Regions from separate parts of the Mus musculus genome. Here all the other regions are linked to region 3. A link is a contact called in public HiChIP or PLAC-seq and Micro-C data. All regions are on one chromosome and are shown on one strand. Each heading gives the region's core, a stretch centred on a gene start, on an enhancer-like site or on the middle of the called end of the contact. The rest is flanking DNA. Distances are from core to core; before and after follow the strand shown. Region 1 overlaps Eya3 (EYA transcriptional coactivator and phosphatase 3). Region 2 holds the start of Xkr8 (X-linked Kx blood group related 8). Region 3 holds the start of Sesn2 (sestrin 2).

The links. Hi-C and Micro-C count contacts between places; a contact is called where the count stands out from the background. HiChIP or PLAC-seq counts read pairs in DNA pulled down with a chosen protein or histone mark.
Region 1: a contact with region 3 is called in an H3K4me3 HiChIP or PLAC-seq map of bone marrow-derived macrophages, with 2.5 times the contacts expected there. The contact joins the enhancer-like site here to the promoter of Sesn2 in region 3. A contact is called at or near these places in 2 of 39 promoter capture datasets (the C10 cell line and the HPC-7 cell line), 1 of 15 datasets of contacts at CTCF or cohesin (CD8 T cells), 1 of 484 Hi-C or Micro-C datasets (bone marrow-derived macrophages), 1 of 115 datasets of contacts at active chromatin or transcription factors (bone marrow-derived macrophages) and 3 of 9 other capture datasets (adipose tissue, liver and pancreatic islet).
Region 2: a contact with region 3 is called in a Micro-C map of embryonic stem cells, with 2.4 times the contacts expected there. The contact joins the promoter of Xkr8 here to the promoter of Sesn2 in region 3. A contact is called at or near these places in 2 of 39 promoter capture datasets (the HPC-7 cell line and neural stem cells), 1 of 484 Hi-C or Micro-C datasets (embryonic stem cells), 8 of 115 datasets of contacts at active chromatin or transcription factors (CD8 T cells, bone marrow-derived macrophages, embryonic stem cells and 3 more) and 2 of 9 other capture datasets (adipose tissue and pancreatic islet).

What each region holds. Positions count from the first base shown.
Region 1 is chr4:132,688,557-132,691,847 of GRCm38.p6, reverse strand. Eya3 (EYA transcriptional coactivator and phosphatase 3) reads right to left here. Exons shown (of 17, transcript NM_210071.2): 7 at 2,058-2,143. Among named protein-coding and RNA genes, the nearest start is that of Xkr8, 42 kb to the left of the region's middle. Within about 2 kb of position 2,002, at least 3 of the 459 cell types and tissues checked have an H3K27ac peak or open chromatin away from gene starts, as enhancers often do. A contact at or near this core is called in bone marrow-derived macrophages, where this site is marked.
Region 2 is chr4:132,730,777-132,734,129 of GRCm38.p6, reverse strand. It overlaps Xkr8 (X-linked Kx blood group related 8), which reads left to right and starts at 1,584. Exons shown (of 3, transcript NM_201368.1): 1 at 1,584-1,957; 2 at 3,058-3,254. The coding sequence starts at 1,665. Smpdl3b (sphingomyelin phosphodiesterase, acid-like 3B) reads left to right here. Exons shown (of 8, transcript NM_133888.2): 8 at 371-1,164. The coding sequence ends at 736.
Region 3 is chr4:132,508,671-132,512,002 of GRCm38.p6, reverse strand. It overlaps Sesn2 (sestrin 2), which reads left to right and starts at 1,547. Exons shown (of 10, transcript NM_144907.1): 1 at 1,547-1,939. The coding sequence starts at 1,850.

The DNA.
Region 1 (3,291 bases), core at 753-3,252, 180 kb before region 3:
CAGAGCAGCTGAGGCTTGGCACTGTGAGAGGCCATGGAAGGCCATTGGTGAAAGTCCAGCCTCATTTGCAATTGATGGCCCAGGACTGAAGGGGTCATGCCGTGTTTTGGAGATGCCAGTACCATGAGATGACCACCAAGAGCAGCAGCAGCAGTGGAGTACAGGCATCTGGAGCCTAGAGGATGACGCGTGTGCTACAAAGGGCCTGGCTGGAGAAGTGACCCAAGCCCTTGGAGGAGCCCAGAAGATCGTAAGTTGGATCCCAGACATTGGACGGTTGGAGATTGACTTTTGCTTTTGATTGTGGCTGTGCCCTGATATTTTCCCTCTTGAAGGAAGAAACTGTTTTAGTGGAGCCCACAGTTAAGAGACTTTTAATTGTAAAAAGACTTTGGATTTTAAAAGAGATGGATATTTTAAAGAAATTGAAATTTTAAGAATATGTAAAGACTGTGGGACTTTTAAAGTTATTTAGATCTTGGGGATGAATAAGAATGTAAGGGTTGAGGCTTACTAGTGATGTGTTTGTGTGTCAAGTTGACAAGGGGTCAACTGTACTGGTTAGTTTTGTGTCAACTTGACACAGCTGGAGTTATCACAGAGAAAGGAGCTTCAGTTGAGGAAATGCCTCCATGAGATCCAACTGTAAGGCATTTTCTCAATTAGTGATCAAGGGGGAAAGGCCTCTTGTGGGTGGGACCATCTCTGGGCTGGTAGTCTTGGTTCTATAAGAGAGCAGGCTGAGCAAGCCAGTAAAGAACATCCCTCCATGGCCTCTGTATCAGCTCCTGCTTCCTGACCTGTTTGAGTTCCAGTCCTGACTTCCTTTGGTGATAAACAGCAGCATGGAAGTGTAAGCCGAATAAACCCTTTCCTCCCCAACTTGCATCTTGGTCATGATGTTTGTGCAGGAATAGAAACCCTGACTAAGACACCTGCTTCAGGAGTAAGTTATAATGTGAAAAACTAAAGACACTATCCTTCGAAGATCAAAACAAGGGCTGTGAAAGGAGAGATCCTATATGGGGCTGCACGGCATACAGCTGGGAACGTAAGAGAAACACTGGGCCACTGTGAACGCACATGAACTCAGCTCAGGAGTCAGGCAGGAGGATGAATGTAAGTTGAGAGCAGCCTGGTCTGTGGCGTATCCCAGGAAGCCAGGAGTACAGAGTGAGGTCCTGCTTCAAAAAAAAAAAAAAAAAAAAACTCTCCCACCCAAAACAGAACAGCCCCCTATGAGCCCCAAGGTACGTGTGGACTTAAAGAATAAACACAGCACCAGAGAGACAGTGAGGCACAGGAAGTCAAGGAGGACATTAACTGTAGCCAGAAATCACAGCCCATGGAGACAACAGCAGTCAAAGAAGTTGCTGTAGACAAAGTCTGAGCGTGTTAAAAGCAAAACAAACTCTAAAACACTGAAGACTTGATAGTGATCTTTAAGCACACATATAACAGTGATCAAATAAATCACAGCGGGCATGGTGATAGTGGTGTACACCTTTAACCCTAGAAATTGGGAGACAGAGGCATGAAAACCTCTCTGAGTTCAAAGTCAGCCTGGTCTACAAAGCAAGTTCCAGGACTGCCAGGACTACACAAAGAAATCCTCTTTCAAAAAACATGGAAAGAAAAACAAACCAAACTACAAACAATAGTAAGCAGGTGAGTGGAGGTAGTATTTACTCATGCCACAATAGTTCTGAGTTCCTTCTGAGTGAGTGCCAGGGAGGTGTTAGGCTCTGGGAATATAAAACTGATCAAAAATAGAAAAATAAATCCTGGTCCTTTTTGGAGTGCACACACTAGTGAGAGCATTGGGGAAGGCTGGGGTTAACAGATAATGCCTCAGACAGAACCATACTCCTGGGAGGATTAGCAAGGAACAGAGAAACAGGAGAGCAGCCAGAGTTCTGAGGGCATCCAGCAACAGGGCTCAAGAGTCTACACCATTCCTAGTCGTTCCCCTGATGGGCAAGCTGACCATGGAAAGAAGAGAGGAAGTGAAAGTTGGGTGAATCATCTCAAGGAAGATGAACAAAGGGGCACAGTACCTGGTTTGAGATGCTGGCCACAGCTGCTGCTGGAATATTGGCAATTGCAGATGAAGTGGGTATCAGGCTGGCATTTGTGCTTGAAGCTACAGGATTGAGAGGATTAAGAGATATTAAATGTAATTAGATGTAAACGGCTTAAAGATATGGAAAACAACCCGTTTTAACTGAACATATTGGCAAGGAGACAAAGAATACTGGGTAAAGAGGCAAATGCTGGAAGCTGGAGAGATGGCTCAGTTGTTAAAGAGTACTGGCTGCTCTTCCAGAAAACCTGGGTTCAAGTTCTAGCACCCATATGATGACTCAAAACTGCATGTAACTCCAGGCCCTCCTTCTGGCCTCTGTGGTACCAGGCATACATATGATACACAGACATAGAAGAAACAAAACACCATATACATAAAATCCATTAACAACTTTTTAAAAAAGCAAACACTTGTTTTGCATGCAATACCACAGTGGGGCTTGATTACAAACAAAACCCTGGAGGATTTGCTTCAATTTGAGTCTATGGGAAGTCCTAGACGGATGCATCACAGCTCACACTGACGCACCACACCAGTGAAGTCAGCACTAAGTCAAATCATCCTAGTCTTTTCTAGAAGCTGAAGAATGACTCCCCTGCACGTGACGTGACAGTCTGTAGAGCTCTGGTGAGTCCGATGTTGTGGTATTGTTTATGGCCATTTGCCCCGAATTATGTCTCTGCTGAGGGACATACTTACATTGAGAAATAAAGCTAACTCCCCCACCTCTAAAATGCTTACAACGGCTATATTCAAATAATGGGTTATTAGTGTGGGTCAGAAAGCACTATGAGGACCAGCAGGATGGCTTAGCAGGTAATGCTGCCTGGTGCTAACCTGAGAACCTGAGGCAGAGAGGCCTGGGGTCCACATAGTGGAAGGAGAGCTCTGACTTCGAGCTGTCCTCTGACCTTCACACGTGTATTGCGGTGTTCGTACACACACACACAAATGTAATAAAAAATTTTAACACCACTATGATTTGTTATTTAGAAACTTTATCAATAAACCCTCAAAGACTCAGAAGATTAAAAAATCTCATCTGGTCAGGTAAAAATGTATTCTATCAAATAACTACTTAGAATGTCTTTAAATTTTACATATTTTTGTAAAAACAGAATCTATCAGGTTCTAAGCTCAAACTTCAGTGATTAGGAAATAGCACATGGCTTTGCTCAGGTGACAGGGTAGTAGTCAGTGTTGCC
Region 2 (3,353 bases), core at 335-2,834, 220 kb before region 3:
GAAGCACTGTGGCAATGTATCAGGAGCCCCTCATATCGCCACTGGGCAGGATCCAGAACCAGGTTCAAAGGTTTCCTTTTGCCAGCTGGAATCCACTACCTAAAAATGCTACAGTGGTTGGGAAACAAACATTCAAAATGAAGGGAGGGGGGGCGGGGGGGCACTTCAGATTCAAACCATAACGACCTCTTTAAGGCCTCCATGTCTTCACCAGGAAAATGGGGGTTCAGATGCAGTCACCTCATTGGAACCAAGCTCAGGGTAACAAACAGCGGCTGTTTGATCGATTTAGAGCGCCTGGGGAGAAGTTGGGTTGTGGGCAGAACGAATCAACTGCTCGTTGCTGACATACCCTGCGCCTCTAATCCAGGACTTGGTGACTTACTTCTTGAACCTGAGGCAGGCGAATGTACAAGAGACCCCACGGTGGGAGCAGGAGTACCGCCTGACGGAGGCCTACCAGGTGCCGGATGCCAGCGTCAGCTCCATGCACACGGCGCTGACCCGCATTGCCAGTGAGCCTCACATCCTGCAACGTTATTACGTCTATAACTCGGTCAGCTACAACCATTTGACCTGTGAGGACAGCTGCCGCATCGAGCACGTTTGTGCTATACAACACGTGGCTTTCAACACTTATGCTACCTGCTTGCATGGTCTTGGTGCCAAGCTGGTGCCTGGTTTCCTGCTCATACTGACTCTGCTGCCAAGCCTGCACGTACTGGAGGTGTTATGACTGTAGGCACTGCCAGCCCACCCACTGACTTGGTTCATCTTTCTCCTGGTAAAATTGGGCAACGTTACCCAATGGAGAGAGATGAACTTTTGCCATCAGTCTCCCCCCGCGGAGAGTAAAGTGGGATGGGACACCTGGATTCACCAGAGAGGGCGCTAAGAAGCACAATTTCTTCCAAGTTTCATGTTTTATCCACAAAACTTGTTTGCGGTACATGTCTTGGTGCATTATTCGCTTTAATACAAACATATCAAACCACCATGAACTTGATCACCACAGTGAAGTGAGCCGACGGGAAGATGGGCCTTGGAGATTCTGTGCTTTCGATGTAGTCCCTGCTCAAGGTCTGAACTGGGAACGTACGTGGTGTGCAAAACCCCTTAGTACTTTTAAATAAAAGACTTTTTTGATTTGGTTTTGCAACAGTGCAACCGTGAGGGATCACAGCTGCGGCCGGTAACTCTAAGGCTCTAGTCTTTCTTAATAGCCACTCTTGTTTCCTTGAGACTCAAAAGCAGAATTCAAGCCGGGGGTGGTGGAATCCCAGCACTTGGGAGGCAGAGGCAGGCGGATTTCTGAGTTCGAGGCCAGCCTGGTCTACAGAGTGAGTTTCAGGACAGCCAGGGCTATTCAGAGAAACCCTGTCTCGCAAAACAAAAACAAAAAACAAACAAAAAAGAAAAACAAAACAAAAAGCAGAATCCAAACCAGTAGAGGCCTAGCTCTGCACAGGGCAGGCTGGGGGCGGGGTCTGGGCGGTGGGGCCAGTGTAGGGGCGGGGCCGCGGGCTCGCTCCACCCCGGACGGGGCGAGATGGGGAAGTTCCGCCCAGCAGCCCAGCCTCCCGGACGACTGCCCCGCCCCCTTCCTGCCGGACTAGCGGGGCGGGAGGGCAGGTCCGCGGTTGTGTGGTTGCTTGGAGAGGATCATGCCTCTGTCCGTGCACCACCATGTGGCCTTAGACGTGGTCGTAGGCCTGGTGAGTATCTTGTCTTTCCTGCTGGATCTGGTCGCTGACCTGTGGGCCGTTGTCCAGTACGTGCTCCTTGGCCGTTATCTGTGGGCCGCGCTGGTACTGGTCCTGCTGGGCCAAGCTTCGGTGCTGCTGCAGCTCTTCAGCTGGCTCTGGCTGACAGCTGATCCCACCGAGCTGCACCATTCGCAGCTCTCGCGTCCTTTCCTGGCTCTGCTGCACCTGCTGCAGCTCGGCTACCTGTATAGGTGAGTGCCCGGCCCTTTGAAAAAGTGGGTTGACAGCCATCAGAACCAGTTCAGTCTTCTTTCCTTGGGCGGAGATGAAAACACAGGGCCAGGAACAGAGGAAGGGAACATCAGGGTCTTGGAGTCAGAGATGCCCCTCACCTTTCTTGTTCATTTCTGTCTTCTGCGAACGTTTGCTTCCCCGTCAAGGACTGAAGAGGGTCCGGCTTGACTCATCCGTGTCCCCGGAGTCAGCCAGGAGTAGACATAGACTGGTTCTTGGAAAATATATGTGGATGGTGTGTGCTTTTCTCAACTGGGAAGGACCCAGGGTCAGTCTAAAGTGAGGACAGTGAGACAGACAATCCCTGGCGCAAGTGCTGGCCTGAGAACTTTTTCTTCCCCGCCTCTCCCCCGCCCCCAAACTGTGACTAGTCCCTTGGGTTGTTAGATAGGAGAAAGCGAAATCAAGGGCTCAGAATCTTGTGATGAAGGCAGGGCTTCATGGTGTGGGTGAGGCTGGGCTAGGGTGGCCGGATCCGGAATCTTGTGGAAGTCTCAGATCTTGGGAAAGCTGTATATAGTCTCCAGCTTGCGGGGAGGGACCTCTTGAATGTTTGCATTTTGCCTGAACAATTGTATCATCTTGAGTACAGCTCAGATGACTGCGAAGGAGAGTTATTACAGGCAGGCCCCAAGAGAAGAAGGTGTTGGATCCCTTGGAGTTACAGGCGAGGCACCTCATGTGGTGCTGGGAGCCAAACTCTGGTCCTCCACAAGAGCAGTGGATGCGATTAACAGCTAAGCCCTCTCTCAGGCCCCTCCTGTTTACTTCTTAATTCCATCTCCCATCTCTGAAATGGGGCTCTTGTGAGTAGGTAGGACAGGGTTGTGATGCGCCTGGGATCGTACCTGACCAGCAAGAGTAGAAGTTGAGTTTGCCCCACTTTACGGACGAGGAAGCAAGTTCCATGAGGTTAGTTAGGTGGCTTGCTCCAGGTTCCGTAGCTTTTAAGTGACAAGCTAGGATTGAAGTCTGCCTCTGTGCACTCAGCTGTAGGAGATGGACGACGTCACAGAAGGTTGACCTGGCCCTCCGGGCACCTGTGTGTCCTGCCTAGGTGTTTGCACGGAATGCATCAAGGGCTGTCCATGTGCTACCAGGAGATGCCATCCGAGTGTGACCTGGCCTACGCAGACTTTCTCTCCCTGGACATCAGCATGCTGAAGCTTTTCGAGAGCTTCCTGGAGGCGACGCCACAGCTCACACTGGTGCTGGCAATTGTATTGCAGAATGGCCAGGCGGAATACTACCAGTGTGAGTGCTGGGCCCAGGGCTGTCACTTTTGCCGACTCTTCTCTCCTCTGCAGGTGTTCTCACTCTTAGGGGGAAAAAAAAAAAAAAAAGAGGGTGCCT
Region 3 (3,332 bases), core at 298-2,797:
TGTTTTTGGTTTTTTGAGACAGGCTTCTGTGTAGCCCTGGCTGTCCTGGAACTCACTCTGTAGACCAGGTTGGCCTTGAACTCAGAAATCCACCTGCCTCTGCCTCCCAAGTGCTGGGACTAAAGGCGTGTGCCACCATGCCCGGCTGAGTCTATGTTTTTAAGGAGAAAGCTGAATCTGATATAGAGTTGTTTAGAAAAGAATTAACCCAAAGGGATATTCAGTGGCCAAGGGTATATTATTAGAAGCACGTTGTGCCAGGTGGCATAAGGTAGAAAGAAAAAAAAAAAGTCTAAATGTAGACACTGCCCTCAACAAGTTTATAATAAAAACTTTCAGATAAGACAAATACACAGAATATGACAACACAAGTTACAGTATGGAAAGTATTAAAACACAGAGAGAAAGGTCCAGCCCGAGTTTAGGGCTCTAAGGAGCATGCAGGTGAACTCCCTTCCCTACAGAAGGCATTAGACCAAGTCAGGAGATCACCTTTGGTATCATAAGCCTAAACTCAAGACTATTTCAGGCAGGAACTGAGAGGATTAATCAGCTCCAGCTCTGTCTAGGACTCCTTAACCAGAATAAAGAGAAACTTGAAACGGGAGAGGCCTGAAGAAAAACCGCGAAGGAGATGAGTAGAAGTGAATGGGTGAATCAAGGGTAAAGTGCTGAGATCTGGATGGAAGAGGTGAGTGTAGGGAAGTCATGAGAGTGAATGTCTAGAGAAAAAGAGGGCTAAAAACAGAAACTAGGAGAGCACCCACGTTTAGGGAGTGGATGGAAAAAGAGGAGTCAGAGAGGAGTGGCCAGAGGGAGAAGTGAGAAATAGATCAAGCCAAACACCTAAGTTACAAAGTTTCCATGAGTGCCTGGAGGGTGGAAGGCGGTGTGAAGGCACCCAAGGCAGGACAGAAGAGGGGAAATTGTAGCAATGAGGATTGAGATTAAATTTGAGATTGTCAAGGGTATTTCAGTGAGGGCTTTTCCAGAGACTCCACAAATAAGGTGATTTCCTTGGTTTAGTGTTTCTGAAGGTGCAGATCCCTCAGGGCCTGAGGGGACAGGGTGGTGGCTCTTGGCTTCAAATTTGTGGGTTTTGATCTATAATTAGAAGAACTGGATGTGTGTGGTTAGAACTCTCTGCAGACCTAACCAGTCCCTCCAGGAACTGGAAAGCTGAAGAACTTACTCAGAAGGGATTTCACACCTGGCTGTCTGGCCCAGCCCCGTGAAGTCCCGTTTCATCACGCAGCCCTAATGACTCCTTGGGCTGTCACTCTCATCTGGTATTGCCAGAGACCTGACTAACGCCTTCATGCAAAAGTTTGCAGCATCTGTGCGAGGCCAACTACAGCTCCCAGAGTTCCCAGGCGCTTGTCGATGCTGATTGGACGGAAGGTTGGCTCCGGAGGGAGGTGTCGGCTCCGCCTCCCCGAGAAACAGGCATCTGATTGGCTGCGCCGTGGGACTTTTGTGTCCCCGCCCTCCCCCAGGGACCGCAGCGGGCTGACAGAGCCGGGCGAGCGCTGGCAGTTCCGTGGTGGGGATGGTGAGGAGCGCCGGCTTCCCGAGCAGCGCTGGCCACTGCGGACTTCCGAGGCACTCCGGGCCGTGAAAACCTCTGCGCCGCGGCCAATCTCAGGCCTCCGAGGCCGGCCGCAGTTTTCCAAGCTGGGCTGAAAGGAGTGTCTATCGCCGTAGCGCCGGTTCTCCTAATCCCGAGAGACAGCCCGGGGATCTCGAGCTTCCCCGGCGACCCCTAGTCCCGGCCTCCTGTGCGCGCCCGACCTAGACCCCTCGGGTGTCCCAGGCGCGGACGAGCCGCGGCCGGGTCCTGGCGTACACCATGATCGTAGCGGACTCCGAGTGCCATTCCGAGATCAAGGGCTACCTGCCGTTCACCAGGGGTGGTGTGGCCGGCCCCGAGACCCGAGAGGTAAGCAACAGCCGGGCGAACCCGCTCTCCTCCAGCCACCGCCGAGCTTCGGGCAGACCCGGTCTAAGTCTGGTGCGCTCCCCCCGGGCTTAGGGTCTGAGAGCACGTAAGCTAGGGCTAGGGTTGCATCAACTGCAGCCTCCGCTCTCCCTTCCCCTCCCCACTGCCCTCTCTCTCTTTACCCTCCCCACTACCACCCTGGGAGGGAGGGGGATGCGGAGCCCTCCCTGGCTCCTTCGGACTCCTGGCCAATGAGAGGGGACGCCTTCTCGTGGCTCTTTGGGTTTGTTCTCTGCTAAAGCGAGCGTCTTCAAGTCCAGGCAAATCCCGGCCGGAGAGACCCGACCACTCCTCCTCCCCGCCCCCTTCCGCAGAATCCCTTCCTCTCGGTGGGGGCAGGCGGGCTGGGAGCTCTTTCTAGGATCGGTTTCTGGTCCTGTCGCTCAGCGAAGGGAGTAAACCACCTGGGACTGACCAGGGAAGGTCGATTCCCTTTTTCAGTCCTTACCTGCACCCCCGATCTGGAGACTGGTCCGAGTGCTTTATGGGTCTGGCTGGCGGCCTGATCCTCGGCGGCGGCAGCCTGAGAGAGCTAGGGGAGAAAGCGGATAACCCTTGGTCCCTTGATAGATTGCTTCCTATTAAATTGTTCTGGGGTCCTCAAAGTTTGTTTTGCTGTCTCCTCAGAGCGTAGAGAGACTTCACAGGGAGACAAGGTATAATGCCAGTATAAAGCCCCCGTCTCCCTCCCAGCAGTCTCGATAGTGGACATAGTCTATGTCGTGTATGGAGCACCTACTAGATGCCAGGATATAGGTTTTGTCTGACAAAGACAGCAAATACAAAACGTATTTTAACCCCATTTTACAGAATGAGAAAATTGAGGCCCGAAAGGGACAGAGAGAGGCCTAGCCCTCATTCTCTGGACTGTGTGTGACTAGGATTTTGGAGAATGCTTGGCACTGCAGAAGATACTGATCCTTTTTGATTTTCTAAGCCTAGAGCAGTGTGGAAGGTCTATTGCCGGGGCTGGAAATAGGTACAGTGGTAGTCCCAAGGTGTATGATCTTAAAACCAGCCCATGTCTGAGGAAATGTCTTGGGGGGGGGGGGTCGTTGGAGGCAGCCATCAGTCTGTTGCTTCTTCATATGGTTTAGGAATCTGTATGCAGAAAGGACACCTCGCCTCAGCCTCTTTGCTGATAACTTTTGTCTGCCTTGTGAACAATGTTGTTTTTGTTAGTGAGCGCCCCAGAGCACTGAGGGAGGTGAGGGCTGGATTCCAGTCCCACCCTTCACTTTCTCCCTGGATGGGTTATCTCAGCTGAGCGATCGCTTTTGATTGCAGTCTCTTACCGGGTATTTTGATAGTATCTCTAAAAGGTTGTTGGACA